2 separate regions of the Rattus norvegicus genome follow, and region 2 is linked to region 1. Evidence: chromatin contacts called from public Hi-C data. All regions are on one chromosome and are shown on one strand. The core of a region is the stretch at or near the end of the contact, and the rest is flanking DNA. Distances in the headings are between cores, read along the strand shown.

Region 1 (4,448 bases), core at 1,199-3,698:
GTTTTTCCAGTGTATATGTTTGTGTACCACACACTCGCCTGGTGTCTAAGCAGGCCAGAAGGCATTGACTATCCTGGGACTGGAGTTATAGAGTAAACCACCATGTGGGTGTAGGGAACTGAACTCAGGTTCTCTGGAAGAGCAGCCAGTGTTTTTATAACTATAGAGCTCTTCGTTCCAGCCCCAATTGTGCTTTTTGATAAAGAGGAAAAATCCTTACCTTCCAAAATTATAATTTGTGAATTAGTCTAGTCACTTAACCTTCTTGGTAAGGCAAGGGAGAGAGAATGGAGAAGATGGGTGTTGAGGTAATCACAGGAACTGACAGAAACAAAGGCGACGGGAAGGTCCTATCTTAGCTTGTCTTCTATTGTGATGAACACTATATTGACGAGCAGCTTGGGGAGGAGAGTTTATCAGCTTATGGTTTATAGTCCGCCATACAGGGAAATCAGAGCAGGAATTCCAGGAAGAACCTAGAGGCAGAAACTAAAGCAGAGACATAGAGGAGTATGCTATTTACTGGCTTGCTCACCATGACTTGTAGCATGCTTTCTCATACAACCTGGGATAGCCTGCCCAGGGTTGGTACTACCCCCAATGAGCTGGGGCCTTCCACATCAATTACTAATCAAGAAAATGCCTATAATGTTATCTATAGGCAATTCTATGGGGGCATTTTCTCTATTGGAGTTCCTTTTCCCAGATGACTCCAGTTTGTATCAATTTAACAAAGAACCTAACTGGGATTTGGCCTATTTAAAATTGAAGGGCTCTTCTCTCTCTCTCTCTCTTTCTCTCTCTGCCTTTCTGTGTGTGTATATGTAGAGATAGATAGATAGATAGATAGATAGATAGATAGATAGATAGATTGATATTGTAGAGCACTAGCACCCAGGAGACAGAAGCAGGCAGATTTCTGTGTTTGAGTCCAGTCTGGCCTACATAGAGAGTTCTAGGCTAGCCAAGACTATAGAGTAGACCCCATCTCAAAAACAAAAACAAAAACATTAAAATGTAAAAATTACTAGCATTTATTTAGTATTCTTCATTTTACAACTTGTAATTTTTTTCCAAAAAATGTTTATAGGTTCATAAAATTAAGAACATTAAAAGAAGAAAAATGCGAAACAGAAGTTAACACGTTGGTTAATTCCTTTCTGGGCATTCATCCATTCATTAACTTATTTACCACAACACACCTCTCAGAGCAGAGCCAGACAATCACAGAGCTTGTTTCATAGGAGAGACTGGAGCAGGTTTAAACCAGTTAAAGGACTTAGAATAGAAAAGAGCAAAAGGAAGTAGTCTGCCGAGTGAGTTTGAGAAAGTAAAGGGGAGTAGATTTTAGGTAGAGAAGAAATTTTTTGCAGATTATATGCAGATTTATGCAGATATTATATTTATGCATTGAATATTTACACACCCATGTGCATTATAATAACTATGTCTTAATGTATTATATTGCTGCATCAACCTTTAGGTATGTATCTTACTGTTTTCTTTCAGGTATGTGTCTACACTGTAATTTTAGAAAGTAGTTGTAATAATTGTATTTTCACATATTATATTGCTGTATCTTATCTCCATGTGGATTTACATATTTTATCTACAGAGATGTATCTTACAGTGTCCACAAATATAAGCATGTTTGGGTGTTCACATGTTTTTCTGAGAACTAGTATGGCATCTGCATTTTCATCCTTTTATTGTAACCAACACCCCAGGCACCGCAAGTAGTTGCGTTGAATGCCACCTCATAACGTTGGACTTGGTAGCTGGTTGCAGTTAGTTTTTCAATCTTTTTAGTGCTTCGAGTTAATATCTCGATTGTGAAGTTCTTAAAAGTGATACCCCAAACGGTTATTTCTTGAGCAGAAATTCGTGCAAGTGGAATTGCTGAGTCAAGGGTGTGTAAAATTTTGAGGCACAAAATCGTTTCGAAGCCTCTGGTATTCATTCTTCACCTGAGAAGAGGCACAAATAGAGAGGTTAAATAATCTGGCTGAAGGTCAAAAGTAATTAGATGTGGGTGAATTTAAAAAACGGCGCGGGCTAGTCTGGCCGCGGCAGGGGTGGAATTTGCGGTTTGCTGGATTTTTTTTTTTTTTTTTTTTTTTAAGGAGTGTTTCTGTAAGGGAGGGGCCGGGCAGAGGGGAAGGAAACTTGTGTCGCAGTAAAGGAGGAGGAGGGGATGGTCGGAGTCAAGCCCGAGATAGCTTCGGCGAGAAAGGCTGCGCCCCGCTCTTGCCAGGCCCCAAAGCCGCTCGTGGGGAATCTCGGAGTTCCCCGGCAGCTCCGGCAAGGTCCCGGCCGCGTCAGACAGTTGCCAAGTGCCTGCCTTGTCCAGTAGGCCTAGTTGCTAGGGCCTCCATCTTGGGGGCCCCCGGGGCCACGGCGCCCCCGGAAGGGGTTGCGAGTGGGGCATTCACTTCCGGTCTGGGGCCTGCGGCGGCAGCGGTGGCGGCGGCGGCGGCGGCAGCGGGACGGTGTAGAAAATGGCGCTGGTGCAGCGGCTCGGGCCTGTCCCCGCGGCGCTGCGGAGGGCTTGAGGCTCGCGAGCCTCGTTCCCCGCGCCCCACGCGCTAGTGCACTTTACACACATGAGGTGAGAGGACCGGAGGGGAGGCTCACTCGGGGCCAGGAGCCAGCCTACAGCGCTGCCGCAGGACCCTTCGGGCTGATGGGCGGCGGCGCGGGGCAGTCCCCGAGGGCGCGGGCCTGGGCGGGAGTCACGGGCGGTCCGGGAAGCTTCGGTACCGCGCGGGTTACAGCTCTGGGCTCCGCCGCCCTGGGCTCGGCGGCCCGCAGCGCTGCAGCCCGCAGCCCCGCCCCTCCCCCACCGCGCGGGCGCTCTGCCGCAGCAGCTCCGTTTTCACGCGCATCCCCTCCCCCCGTTTTTTTTTTTTGTTTGTTTTTGTTTGCTATTTCAGAGAGTTGGAAGCTAAAGCTACCAAAGACGTAGAGAGAAATCTTAGCAGGTAAGATGGGCGAGCCTTCAGTCTCCCGCCCCTTTATAATCGCGTGTTTCCACTCTGCTTCGCTCTTCCTGGGTTTACGGACCCCCCCACCTCCACTCCCACCCCATCCCCATCCCCACCCCCCAACCCCGTGTCATTTGCTTTCGCACTCAGGGAACAGACATTCCGGAGAAACGGCCTCAGGGAATATTGCATGGGGGGGGGCATTGCAGGGAGACGCGTAATTACGAGTGTGTTCGTTCTTAAAAAGAAAAGCAAAAGGCAGTTCTTGTAAACTTAGTTAAAGCATTCTCACCCTTTTAGAATTTAATTAGGGGACTTGTGCATTAATTACTATTGTAAATGGTTGCAGGCATTGTGTGACTCATGATTGAGGCGGCCCTTATGGCGGGCTGTCAAACTGTTTTGGCTTCCCCGTTATTACTTTGTAGCTAAATTGTTGCCTTTATAAAAAGATACTATGTGTTCGCATTTTTTTCTTCCCTGTCTCTGCACATTGTAGTCAGGCGGATTCTGTTGCTTTGGAAACAGTTTTGTCCTTGAACTTCATGAAGTATAAACTGCGTTTTGTTTTCCTTTGAAACTACATTTTAGTCTATGTTCAGTGTGTGCTCTTTTTATCAGCTGGGAAAGTAATTAACAATTGTTCCCAGTAAGTGATTATCACTTCTGTTGGGCCTGAGTGCTTTTGCACTGGTAACTTAAGCATCAAATACTACCTCAAAAGAGAAGTGGGTTTTTTGTTTGGTTGATTTTTTGTTGTTGTTGTTGTTGTTTGTTTGTCCTCTACTCCCAAATAATGTGTTTCTGGAAGACGTTTAGTTTTATTGAGCCGTAATTACTTCAATATCATTGAATTGTACTGTACTTGTTTTCAGATCCACATTTAAAACAGACTTTTCCTTTCCTATTTGCTTTTTTCTGTTGCATCATATTTGGACACTCAGAAACTTTGAGATTAATACATAAAACTTCATTTGTTTTAGGTCTTAATGTGGCTTACATTTGCTTATTGGAAGTTCTAAGTTTATGTTGGGGTTATTAGCACACTTGTAATTGTACAAGTATTTTTCACCATGTAGAATTGTTTCAAATTTCTGGCTTTTGATTTTATAAATGTTAATCTGTTGGGGTGACTGTTCAAGAATCTGTTCTCTTGGCAAAGAAACAGTATTAGCTTACTCAGTAAGGGGTTTTCTGAAACTAAATAATTTTGGAATCATTTAAAGGGACTTTAAGAGCTGATATCAGTGGCTAAATGTCAGCTGGATGTTTAAACAAGTTATGTTGTGAAAAGCAGGAAAGAAAGAATAAGATACATAACTGAACAAAGTAGATTGCATTATTGAGATGTAATTTTAGTAATAGTGTAGGTTTTAGATATTTTTCTTGTTTCAGTTTTTTTTTTTGGGGGGGGGGACTAGGCCGCTGCACAGGTCTTGTTTCTGTGAGGGTACCTAGAATTTA
Region 2 (4,448 bases), core at 744-3,243, 47 kb after region 1:
TACGGTACTACATGGGGTGCCTATGGTTCTAATTACTCTGGCGACAAATGTGCAGGCCCTAATGGCCAAGCCAATGGTGACACTGTGAATGCAACTCTAATGCAGCCTGGCATAAATGGGCCTATGGGCACTAACTTTCAAGTTAGTACAAATAAAGGGGGAGGTGTATGGGAGCCTGGGACAGTGAATTCCCAGAGTTCACCATGGGGAAGTGGAAATGGTGCAAATTCTGGAGGAAGTCGAAGAGGATGGGGAAGTCCTGCACAGAACACTGGCACTAGTCTGTCCAGTGTTGAGTGGAACAAACTGCCTAGCAACCAGCATTCCAATGACAGTGCAAATGGCAATGGTAGTAAGAAACTTACAAATGGATGGAAATCTACTGAGGAAGATGATCAGGGTTCTGGCACATCTCAGACGAATGAGCAAAACAGTGTGTGGGCCAAAGCAGGAGGCACAGTGGAGAGTGATGGTAGTGCAGAGAGCACTGGACGCCTTGAAGAAAAAGTAACCGGGGAAAGCCAGAGTAGAGATAGAAGAAAAATTGATCAGCACACATTACTCCAAAGCATTGTAAACAGAACTGACTTAGATCCACGTGTCCTATCCAATTCTGGGTGGGGACAGACTCCTATTAAGCAGAATACTGCCTGGGATACAGAGACATCACCAAGAGGGGAAAGAAAGACTGACAATGGGACAGAGGCCTGGGGAAGCTCTGCAACACAGACTTTTAACTCAGGGGCATGTACAGATAAGACTAGCCCTAATAGTAATGATACCTCATCTGTATCAGGGTGGGGTGATCCCAAACCTACTCTGAGGTGGGGAGATTCCAAAGGCTCAAACTGCCAGGGGGGGTGGGAAGATGATTCTGCTGCTACAGGAATGATCAAGAGCAATCAGTGGGGGCATTGCAAAGAAGACAAGTCTGCATGGAATGATTCGCAAAAGAACAAACAAGGCTGGGGCGATGGACAAAAGTCAAGCCAAGGTTGGTCCGTTTCTGCCAGTGATAACTGGGGAGAATCTTCCAGGAGTAACCATTGGGGTGAGGCTAATAAGAAATCCAGCTCAGGAGGCAGTGACAGCGACAGGTCCATTTCTGGTTGGAACGAACTTGGTAAAACTAGTTCTTTTACTTGGGGAAATAATATAAATCCAAATAACTCATCAGGATGGGATGAATCTTCTAAACCTAACTCTTCCCAGGGATGGGGAGACCCTCCAAAGTGTAATCAGTCCCTAGGTTGGGGAGATTCATCAAAACCAGTTAGTTCTCCAGATTGGAACAAGCAACAAGACATTGTTGGATCGTGGGGAATCCCACCAGCCACCAGCAAGCCTCCTGGTACAGGCTGGCTTGGGGGACCTATTCCTGCTCCAGCAAAGGAGGAAGAACCCACAGGCTGGGAGGAACCATCCCCAGAGTCTATACGACGAAAAATGGAGATCGATGATGGAACTTCAGCTTGGGGAGATCCAAGCAAATACAACTACAAAAATGTGAACATGTGGAATAAAAACATCCCAGAAGGCAGCAGCCGCTCAGACCAGCAAGCACAGATGCACCGGTTGTTGCCGGCTGCAAGTGCCATCTCAAGCAAGGAGACCAGCAGTGGCTCTGGTAAGCGTTCCTATGTGGAGTGCAGTGGTATTGTGGAAGCAAGCTTTGTGTTGACATGCAGTCATAAGATTTGTGTATCACAGTTCTTGAGCGTGCACATCAAGGCCTTTCAGCTGTGACCTAGAGGTGAAGTCTACCAGGCAACAGCTCTGTCTTGGGAGTGTTGCCCTATTCTGTTAGGAATGTAGTAGAAGGGACTGAGTGGCAGAGTTACGTACTTATTTAGGTATTCTTAACCAAGCCTTAATAATGTGGTTTCACTATTGAAGTACAATAAAGCCAAGTGCCTGAGTACAGTACTCTGGATATTTGATATTATGTTTGACCTTAGTGGGTTTCCTAAATGAGGCATGAAGTCAGCATCTACTCAGATAACTGGATACAGTGTGTGCATCTGAAGCATTGCACTGCTTTCTAGTATGCTCGACCTTTCCTCTCCTGTACTGAGCAAAGTCTTTTCTCTGTAAATTGATAGGGCAACATTTTGTAAATGTGACAGGCCCACAATGCCTTTGTTAATGGGGAGGTTTTTTGTTTTTGTTTTTTTTTTTTTGGTTCTTTTTTTCGGAGCTGGGGACCGAACCCAGGGCCTTGCGCTTCCTAGGCAAGCGCTCTACCACTGAGCTAAATCCCCAACCCCGTTAATGGGAGTTTTATTGAGTAACGCTGCATTGGTTAGAGAGCTGGTAATGTTTTCAGGAATTCTTCTTTTAGTGCCTAATTTTGTGGGGTTTTTGTTTTGTTTTGAAATACAAGCCTATTCTATTGATTTATGTTTAACTCTTAGGGAAAGTGTAGACCTCTTTTCCCGTGTGTATAAGGTAGGCTGGCTGTTTACTTGATGGTAGTCATAGTCAGTTGTTGTCCACTACAGTGCTATGGGAAGAGTGTCCTTTCAGTAAAATGTAATTAGTGTAACTTTACACTGCACCTGCCTCAGGTCTCAAGCTTTGGTTCAGAAGAACCTGACGTTTTTAGGAAGATGATTTGCTATATTAAATTATTCAAAAGAGTCTCCTCTTACACCAGATGGCAGTTTTGAAAGAAAAGGTTAAAACGTTATACAGTTATATTAATGCAGAATAATTTGTGTTCTTCACAAAATATGCCTCTTGCTTGTCACAGCATCATTTTTCAGTTGTGTGATGTGAAATTCTTCATCTCGCTTCCCAAGTCCTCTTCCTTGTGTCCTTTATTTAAGGTGTTTCCTAATGTCTATGCTGATGACTTTTTTTCCCATGCTTTCTAAAGGCTGGGGTGAGCCTTGGGCAGAGCCTTCTACTCCAGCCACGACTGTGGATAATGGTACTTCAGCCTGGGGCAAGCCCATAGACAGTGGTCCCAGCTGGGGAGAACCCATTACTGCAGCATCCAGTGCATCCACGTGGGGCTCCAACTCTGTTGGTCCACAATCATTAAGCAAATCTGGTAAGTCATCTGTGATTGTTAGCAGCCATTTTGTAGTGCTGATGATAAACTCATGAACTACATTTAAAAAATGGGCTAGTGCTTCTAAATTGTCACTACTGATGTATTTCTCAAAAGTAACTAAGAATAATTTACATATCCTCCACTAAATCTAAATTCTTTTGTTTGATTATTTAAAACTGAATGTAGCAGCTTTTATGCCATTCAGCTTGAGAGACTAGATAATATAATGTGAGACACGTGTCCAAACCATCAAATCTTAGAAGGGAAGGACCCTGAAATGTACATGAATATTGTTCCTCTACCATGTTGGGCTCAGGACACATTATGGGAGCCCCAAGGCCTGTGTGTGTAGAGATAGATGTTTGTTCTACTGTGGCTTCAGTACCCTTTGAACAGCCTTGTAGAGAATAATAGTATAGACAATTGTCTTTTCCACCTCATTCACCCTCTGTTCTTTGTATCATTTTAAAAAACCAAGTAGGTATGCATAAGAAACCACTATTGCTCATGATTAGAAATCCTAAGATTTATGAAGACATGGAAAGTTTCATTGGATGTTTAAATAAGTTCTTTCCAGTGTCTTTGAATATAGTCAAAAAGCACCTTTTCTGTTACATGCATTTGAGAAGTAAAGATGTGTATGGTTTAGCTCCTATGTCTCTGTACTTTGAAACATGCCTGACTCTTGGAGAATTTTTTTCATAAATTCTGTTCGCCTTTGTATCATAAATCTACAAATCAGGACCCAAATCTATGCAAGATGGCTGGTGTGGTGAGGACACGCCATTGCCTGGAAGTCGCCCCACTGGCTGGGAAGAGGAGGAGGATGTAGAGATTGGGATGTGGAACAGTAGCTCATCTCAAGAGCTTAACTCATCCTTAAACTGGCCACCATATACCAAGAAAATGTCATCCAAGGTAAACATTTCAAGAGCTTTGCTCTTGCAACTTCAAATCTCCAAGGTAGTTTACCCACAGAAAATTAATCTATCTGCCCGTTTATGGCAGTCAGTACAGTCCAGGCAGCCCCCAATTTAGGTATAGCCTCTTGAATGGGCAGCTACCTAGAAAAACAGACCATGGGAACTTCCTTTCTCCCCACTGCTACAGCTCAGGATTTCTCTACTCCTCAGCTCCACCAGTACTGCCTGGGGCAACAAGCCCCACGTGGTGCCAGCAGTGGTGAGGATGAAGAGAAGGGCAAATCCATGTTGACTTTCCATTTCACTGCCAGTCCATCTCCATCATCCATTAACCTCCTCACCCAGAGTCACCATTCTGTTTATTCACTAACCATCATTGTCCCTTTCTCATCCCCAAGGTCCTGTGATGAAAATCCCTAGGAAGGGTTTCCATACCCGGCTTTACATGAGAAATGGGTTGCACTTGT

What was found. A called contact is a pair of places that touch in the nucleus more often than the background predicts.
Region 2: a contact with region 1 is called in a Hi-C map of psoas muscle, with 1.6 times the contacts expected there. The contact joins the enhancer-like site here to the promoter of Tnrc6a in region 1. A contact is called at or near these places in 2 of 12 Hi-C or Micro-C datasets (liver and psoas muscle).

The regions. Positions count from the first base shown.
Region 1 is chr1:187,075,096-187,079,543 of GRCr8, forward strand. Tnrc6a (trinucleotide repeat containing adaptor 6A) reads left to right here and starts at 2,449. Exons shown (of 25, transcript NM_001395157.1): 1 at 2,449-2,608; 2 at 2,934-2,981. The coding sequence starts at 2,604.
Region 2 is chr1:187,122,423-187,126,870 of GRCr8, forward strand. Tnrc6a (trinucleotide repeat containing adaptor 6A) reads left to right here. Exons shown (of 25, transcript NM_001395157.1): 6 at 1-1,627; 7 at 2,879-3,055; 8 at 3,801-3,976. Among named protein-coding and RNA genes, the nearest start is that of Tnrc6a, 47 kb to the left of the region's middle. Within about 2 kb of position 1,994, at least 1 of the 93 cell types and tissues checked has an H3K27ac peak or open chromatin away from gene starts, as enhancers often do.